Regions from separate parts of the Arachis hypogaea genome. Here region 1 is linked to region 2. A link is a contact called in public Hi-C data. All regions are on one chromosome and are shown on one strand. The core of a region is the stretch at or near the end of the contact, and the rest is flanking DNA. Distances in the headings are between cores, read along the strand shown.

Region 1 (3,758 bases), core at 861-3,360, 140 kb before region 2:
AACTTTTAAAATATTTAAAGTATACACAAATATTTATAATAAAATAATTTAAAATATTTAATAACTTTGTTAATAATAAAAAAATAAAAATATTTAGGGATAGCACTTTTATTAAAATCTGGCCAACATTTAACTAATAAAAGAAAAATTAGTAATTTTACATTATTAAATGTTATCTCACATTATTAAAAATATTAATAATGATTAATTGATGGCTATAAATTACAAAACTTGCTGCCCCTATCACTTCTCTAAAAAAATTATTTATATATTCATTTATGTTTTAATAATTCCAAATAAACCTGACAGACTAATAAGATTAATTAATAAGTCTAAATCTGACGTAGTAATATATTAAAACTTTTATAATAATCTGAGTCTAGGCTTTTTTTGTAAGTTATAACAGACCATATCAAGTTAGGTTAAATACACACTAAGTTGTAGGCCTCTAACTGCTTAGTCTATTTCTATCCTTGTTTGGAGACTAAGCCCACTTTATTTATTTTGTTTGTACTTAGATACTAGTCATTAATGAAGAATATATTACTAGTAGGTAGGAATGGATGTGGGTCAGATATTCGATGAGAGTTCATGGTTCGACTTGATTCGTTTTATTAAATAGGTTAGATTTGGATTTTTTCTAAAATTTATTAGTTAAAAAGGATAGGTTTTATGCTTTAGAAAAAAGCTTATAAAATTCGTTGAGTCACTCATCAAAATATTATTTTATAAAAAAATAAATTATTTTTAGTTTAGACTTTCAACCATAGATATCAAAACCGAATCGATAATTAATTCGATCAGAGCACTAGGTCACTAGGTTATTAGTTCAACCGTTGGATCAGTGTTTCGACTTGATTATTAAGTTGGTCTGATGTTTGGACGGTTCAAAAAGTGGTTTGGTTTGATCAACTGACTGGATTTTTGGTTGAACCGGTCAGATCGAACCGAATCTGATAATTATACTTTTAACTATTTACTTATATTAAATACGAAATAAAAGTTTATAGTTTGTAAATATGCTTATAATATGTGACTAATAACTATTGATATATAAATGATCATGTTTTACAAATTATAAATTTTAGAATGTATTTAATGTCAATTTAAAATTTTTAAATTTATTATTTTGAATTATAATTCATGAAATATATCACTATTTACGCGGTCAATATAAAAACTAAGGTAGTTATTTTTTATTAATATAGCATTATATAATTAGATAACGTGTAAAATTATTTTATATTAACAATGCAGAGACAAATCTACTTATAAGAGGGTGGAGGCAAGTGCTCCCACAAAAAATTATAATTCCTTTACTTATATATGAATATATAATAGATGCCACTATTAGTTTAATTATTTGTCCCTGTTATTAAAATAATTTTAAATTACTTTTATTTTAAATTTTAAAATGTATTTCTATAGGTAAGTTTTAGTGATTTATTTGTTGTTTAACTATTTAATTTTAACTAAAAAAAATACAATGATCAATCTTTTTTGTATCTTAAAAAAATATAATAATCTTATTATTCTATTTATTTATTTTTCTAAAAAAATGACTTTTTTAATTAAAGATAATAAAAAAATAGAAATTAAATATATTATTTTTAAATTCAAATAAAATAAAAAAATTTAATCGCCGAAAAAATTATTATTATCACAACAAAAAATAAATATTTTTAATATTATACTAAAGAAAATAAATTTAATATTACGATTGTTGGTGTTGTATAAATATTATAACAAGGATTGTGTCCTTAACCTTGCTACATTTCTCTCCACTTAACCAAACTTATCTTTTGTCATAACACATGCTAATAATTATATATATGGCATGAATGCATTGTTTATAAATTACACTTTATATATAATTTAATTATCATAGACTCAGTAATACTATTGTATTATAATTTTATAATATTGTATTATATATTATATTATATTAAACTATAAAATTATTATTTATTTTTATTATTTAAATATTTATTTTATTATAATTTTGTATATTTAACTTTTTATTTAATTATTATTAGGTCAAATAATTTAACCAATAATTTATCACTCAAATTGAAAATATAAAATTGTAAAAACAGAAACAAAAACCTTATTTAAGAAAAAAAAAATAATCTCTCTGGGTTAGACATTGATTGATAATGATGATTTTAGGAATGAGCAGTTCCATAGTTGCATCCCATCGCACACAGAAAAAGAAAGAGTGAAATTAAAGGCAACGGCACCGTCTAGACTCATAACTTCGGACACAGGTCATCATCAGTCATCTATCATTATTCATCTCTCTCTCTCTTTTTCTCGCGGAGACGCCGTCGTTTTGCACTAAACGCCGGTGCCTCCGCCCCCTTCCTATGGCCGAGAAATCCAAGCACCTGCGTCGTTTCCGCTGGTCGCTGCCGGTGAGCCTCGTCATTTTGTCCATCGCCTACATCTATGCCTCCACCGTCTTCGTCTTCGTAGACCGGTGGTTCGGTCTCCTCTCCTCTCCCGGCCTCATAAACAGCGCCGTTTTCACCGCTCTTGCCGCCATGTGCGTCCTCACCTACCGCCGCGCCATCTCCACCGATCCCGGCCACGTCCCCGCCACCTACATGCCCGACGTTGAAGATTCCGAATCACCAATCCACGAGATCAAGCGCAAGGTTTTCCCAAACTTTCTCATTTACTCACTTTGCATATCTTGATTCCGTTGCGAGATTGAACTTTTATGATAGACCTACTTTAGATACTTATTGTTGAAATATTGTAGATTTTAATGTTATGCATATTCTGTGCGGCATTTTGGGAGGGTTGAGGTTTCTTGTTAAAAAGAGAACATAAATATTGGAAATTGAATATTAAGCTGAAATTGATATTGGGTTTGGTTTGGGTTTGAGTTTGTGGGTATTGCGAGTTCGTGATATGTGAGAGTGGCGGTAGTAGAAAGTTTAGTGAGCTTTCAGTTTCAATATGAAGCATGCGTCCGTGGCTGATTGGGAAGTAGTGATGTTTGTGAGGCTTAGGGTTCTAGAACAGACGTTATGTGGTTAAAATGTGTTGTCTTTTCTGGTAGAATGCTTTCGTCTTAACTGGAGTGAGTTACTTAGATGATGTTGTGGAAATGCTGCTTTGGTTGTTTTGGTGTGATGGTTTCTGTTCTATGGCCATGGTGCATTTACAGCAAAGGATTATCTAGTCAAGGTTTTGCTGTTTGGTGCAATGATGCAAGCTCTTGTATATTGGTTTTATTTTATTATTTGGTTGCTAGGGCACAAAAGTGCAAGCTTTTACAAGTTGGTGTTGTGTTGTCATGATGTGAGATAATTTTTTCCATTTGAAAAGGTTAATAATTGTGTTGTGTTCTTGGCTGGAATGAATGATCTTCCATATCTGATATGACTGTTAAGGTGTAATGGAAATGATTTTGAGGTTGTTGGTTTTGGCTAGCAATTAAAATTTGTTGTTATTCTCCATTAAATGATTTCATTTATCTTCTTTTTTAGCCAAAGCATTTTGTTGTTTCATTTCAGAGTTTAATACTCTAGAAGTTAGAGAATATAGATTCTTTGGTGGAATGTAATGTTTGGAAAGTGGAAACCAATTTTAATTTGTCAATCAGAAATAAAGAATTTAAGGATTTATACAGCTTGAAATGATCTTTTGAGCAATTTGATTGGAGAGATTATTGTTCAATGCTTCAACACAATACAGTGAAATTGAAAACGCTTCCAATGCATTGTTTCTGATAGTATTCGTGGTCTGAG
Region 2 (3,972 bases), core at 239-2,738:
CTTTAGTTTTTAAACTTTTACTATTTTAATGACTATTGTTGGTTAAAAATATTTTTTTTTATGAAAATCATTTTTAGGTGGTTGGATGTTGGACGTTCTTCAATGTTTACTATTAAATAAAGTAATTTTTTATGGGCCTCAAATTAAACTGGGTGGACCCAGGTTTATGGTGCATTAAACGGCTTTTAAAGATTTTGAATTAAGTTGGGCTTCCACCTCATTTTGATAAAAGAACATAAATTTCGAATTAGGTGATTTGGGAATGTTAATGGGGATATCTAAAACTGAAATAGAGATACTGACAAAAAAAAAAAAAAAAGATGAAACAGAGATGGGGCAAAAATATCTGTGTTTTGGTGGGGACGAGGATAAAATTTTGCTGTTAGAAATTTTAGAATGAAAATGAGGCGAGAAGAATATATGTTCAAAATACCATAAAAAATATTTTAGTAAAATATTATTAAAAACAAATTTGTTACATTTTTAATATATAAAATATATCAAAAACTAAAAAAATTATTATATTTTTTTAAATGTATTTTTGGAATATAAAAAACTCATTTTTTATTATTATTGTCTTTTTTCCCTTATAATTAGTATATTTCTATACTTATTTTCTCTTTAATTAGTAATAAAACATTAAATAATATTATCTAATATTTTAAAAACACAAACTTATTTAATTTGAAAAAGAAGTTTAAAAAAAATAACAGTATTCAAGTACTTAAAATTTTATAAATACCTAAAAATAAAAATCAAAGAAAAAAAACTACTCTGAGTCTTTAACCAGATTCCCCTCCTCCTTAACGAAAACGAAGTCCCCTCCCATTTTGATATTCTCTAGAAATCTCGCTTTATTTCTAAGAACTTCTGATATTTTTGCACGTCATTAGAGTAAGATAACAATAATGATCCTTTCGCTCTTAATTAAATAAATGCTTATTTTTTTATTTTTCACTCAAATTAAAAAATAAAATAAAATATATTAGAGTTATAAAAATTAAAAATTATTTTATAATTTTTAATAGTACTAATAAAATTAATAATGATAGAACAAAAAATAATCATACTAACTATATATTAAAATTAGTCATTATTATAAAATATATATTAAAAATAAATTAATCAATATATATTTATATATAAATACATAATAATAATTTTAATTTATGAATAATATTTTTAAATAAATAATTACTTTATTTAATTCTATAAATTTATATATCTAATATATATAATTATATATTTATTATATCTAGAATTATTCATTTATTTTCACAATAATAAAAAAATAAATACATTAAAAAAAAGTTGTTATAATTCCGGACTCCCAAACATTTTTCAATAAGATAATAATTCTGTAGTTACCATACTAATTAGGTGATTGTTAAGATATTTAAAAAATAATATTTAATTTATTAAAAAATAAAAATATTAATATTTAATATAAGCATATAAAAATAATTAATTTTAAATATTAAAAATTTATCACAAAAAATAAACAAAATAAAAATTAGACACAACAAAATTCACCAACTAATTAAATGCTCTGACAAAACTTCTTGAACCAACTACGAAGCCAGCGGCAAAGGAGCAAAGCAGAAAAGCAGAACATAAAAAGAGTGGCATCTGCATTGCACACTGTAATAATAACGAAACATGGCTGCTTCTTCCCCAATTACTGTGCTTGTTACTGGAGCTGGCGGTCGCACAGGTTCTCTCTCTCGTCCCTTCCCTTTCTTTGATCAATGTCAATTTGATTGGAGTTGATAAAATTCATGCTGGGTTTGGAGTTGAAACTCTAGAATGTGGTAGAGCTACATGAAAAGTGTGTTATTTGTTTTTGATAGTGTCCATTAGAACCATGGAGTTGAAGGCTTAATGTTTAACTATTATATTGTATTGGACCAAAATAATTGTTATATTGTAACACGATTGAATCGCCATATGTTTAATTTTTCAGGCCAAATTGTGTATAGGAAATTAAAAGAAAAACCAAACCAATTTGTTGCCAGAGGTTTGGTTAGAACTGAAGAAAGCAAACAGAAAATTGGTGGTGCTGATGACGTTTTTGTAGGGGATATAAGAGATGCTGCAAGTATTGTTCCTGCAATTCAAGGTATAGATTCTCTTATAATCCTCACAAGCGCCGTGCCACTCATGAAGCCCGGGTTTGATCCAACCAAAGGTCAAAGGCCTGAGTTCTATTTCGATGATGGCGCATATCCTGAACAGGTGCCCACACTTTCTATTGGAGTAGAGACATCAAAATAGTCCGAGACTTTTGGAAATGACCAATTTGGCCTCTGAATTTACAAGTCCTGAATCTCCTTTGTCCCTAATTCAATTGCTGTTAACACCATTCTCACATGGAGCCTTAAAGTGTTAGGTGCCATCCCAACAAAAGGTGACATGGCTAAGACTTCAATGTGATTAAATAGGTGTTCCAAATTACGTAATTGACTCGTTTTAGTCTCTCCACAATTAACAAAATGAGTCCAATTAACTAGTTTAGGACATGTAATACTGGGATGCCAAGCTGACATTTTAATGCTCCATATCAGCAATGTGTTAATATGACAATTGAATTAGGGACGAAAGAGATTCACAATTTGTAAATTTTGGGACCGATTTGGTAATTTTAGAAGTCACTACTATTTTGATGAGTGCCGGAAATTTCAGAGGCCAAATTAGGAATTAACTTCTTCCTTTTGCGTGTGTGGTTAAATACATTGTTTAGGTTGATCTCATTCTTGCTAACATTGTGGTGTACTCTTTCATGTATTAGGTTGATTGGATTGGGCAGAAAAATCAAATAGATGCTGGTGACATTTCATACCCTTCTTTCTATTAGTCATAAATCATAGTTCTAAATTTCGATTGCGTTCTTGATTATGGTGTTAACTTTGTGTTATCTTTTTGCAACAGCTAAGGAGGCAGGAGTGAAGCATATTGTGTTGGTGGGATCTATGGGCGGTACGAACCCTAACCATCCTTTGAACAGCTTGGGCAATGGGAATATATTGGTTAGTCATATTTTCACTACTCATCTTAGAGTTCTTCATTTTGAAGCAGAATGCAAGTTTGGTTAAAGTTAGAGCATTTTTGTTCTTTGATTTCCCCCCTTCGATTTAAAGAATAGAGATTTTGATGTTGATCACAGGTATGGAAAAGAAAGGCCGAACAATATTTGGCTGATTCCGGTGTTCCATACACAATCATAAGGTATACCCAATTTCTTGTTAAAAGAACTTCTCTAACACAGATTTTCATGAAAAAGAAAGCAAATATTGATATGGGATTATGAGTAATGTTAGGGAATCATGTCTAGTATGAAGTCCACTAAAGATGAAGTCAACATTATAGTAGGTTGCCAAAACAAGTCTAGTATGAAGTCCACCAAAGACGAGCTTTAGTTGAGTTTGGATTTAGAGATGTTTTTCCTAGTTGAGTTTGGATGTTCTTGTTTTTAAGAGTTTCAAATATTTTTTTCTTTATTTTAAATGTCGGTTGCAGTTGGCTCCCAAGACTTTCTCTATTGATATTTCTAGTTGTTTAAACAATTATTATAACCTTCTAATGTTGTGTGAATTTTTATATTTTTTGTGTGCTGCTATGTTTTCAATATTAAAGCATTTTGTGTTTTATACAGCAACAATTCATAGAAGTGTGCCATTTCTAAAAATAATCAAATATGATTTTATAGATAGTACACTATATTTTCCCAGCTTCTTGTTCTCTACATACTATTTTTAGTAAATGAGTGAGGATTAAATGGCACCTGTATCAATTTAAGCAAAATTATGCAGCCCATATCTCTTTTTATGTACATATTTTGAGCATGCTTGTCTTGAAATATCAGCATACTTGATGCCAATGCATATGCAGTGGCTATCTTATGAGTTTGATGTGAGATTGTGCTTCCTTTCTTAATTTCTTAACACCCTATTCTTAACTGTGCTGAGTCAGGGC

The links. A called contact is a pair of places that touch in the nucleus more often than the background predicts.
Region 1: a contact with region 2 is called in a Hi-C map of an unstated tissue, with 5 times the contacts expected there. The contact joins the promoter of LOC112748036 here to the promoter of LOC112748018 in region 2. A contact is called at or near these places in 3 of 8 Hi-C or Micro-C datasets (leaf and an unstated tissue).

The regions. Positions count from the first base shown.
Region 1 is chr2:73,389,141-73,392,898 of arahy.Tifrunner.gnm2.J5K5, reverse strand. It overlaps LOC112748036 (probable protein S-acyltransferase 16), which reads left to right and starts at 2,110. Exons shown (of 7, transcript XM_025796246.3): 1 at 2,110-2,657. The coding sequence starts at 2,367.
Region 2 is chr2:73,249,889-73,253,860 of arahy.Tifrunner.gnm2.J5K5, reverse strand. It overlaps LOC112748018, which reads left to right and starts at 1,488. Exons shown (of 7, transcript XM_025796227.3): 1 at 1,488-1,714; 2 at 1,964-2,235; 3 at 2,789-2,825; 4 at 2,929-3,026; 5 at 3,164-3,225; 6 at 3,970-3,972. The coding sequence starts at 1,660.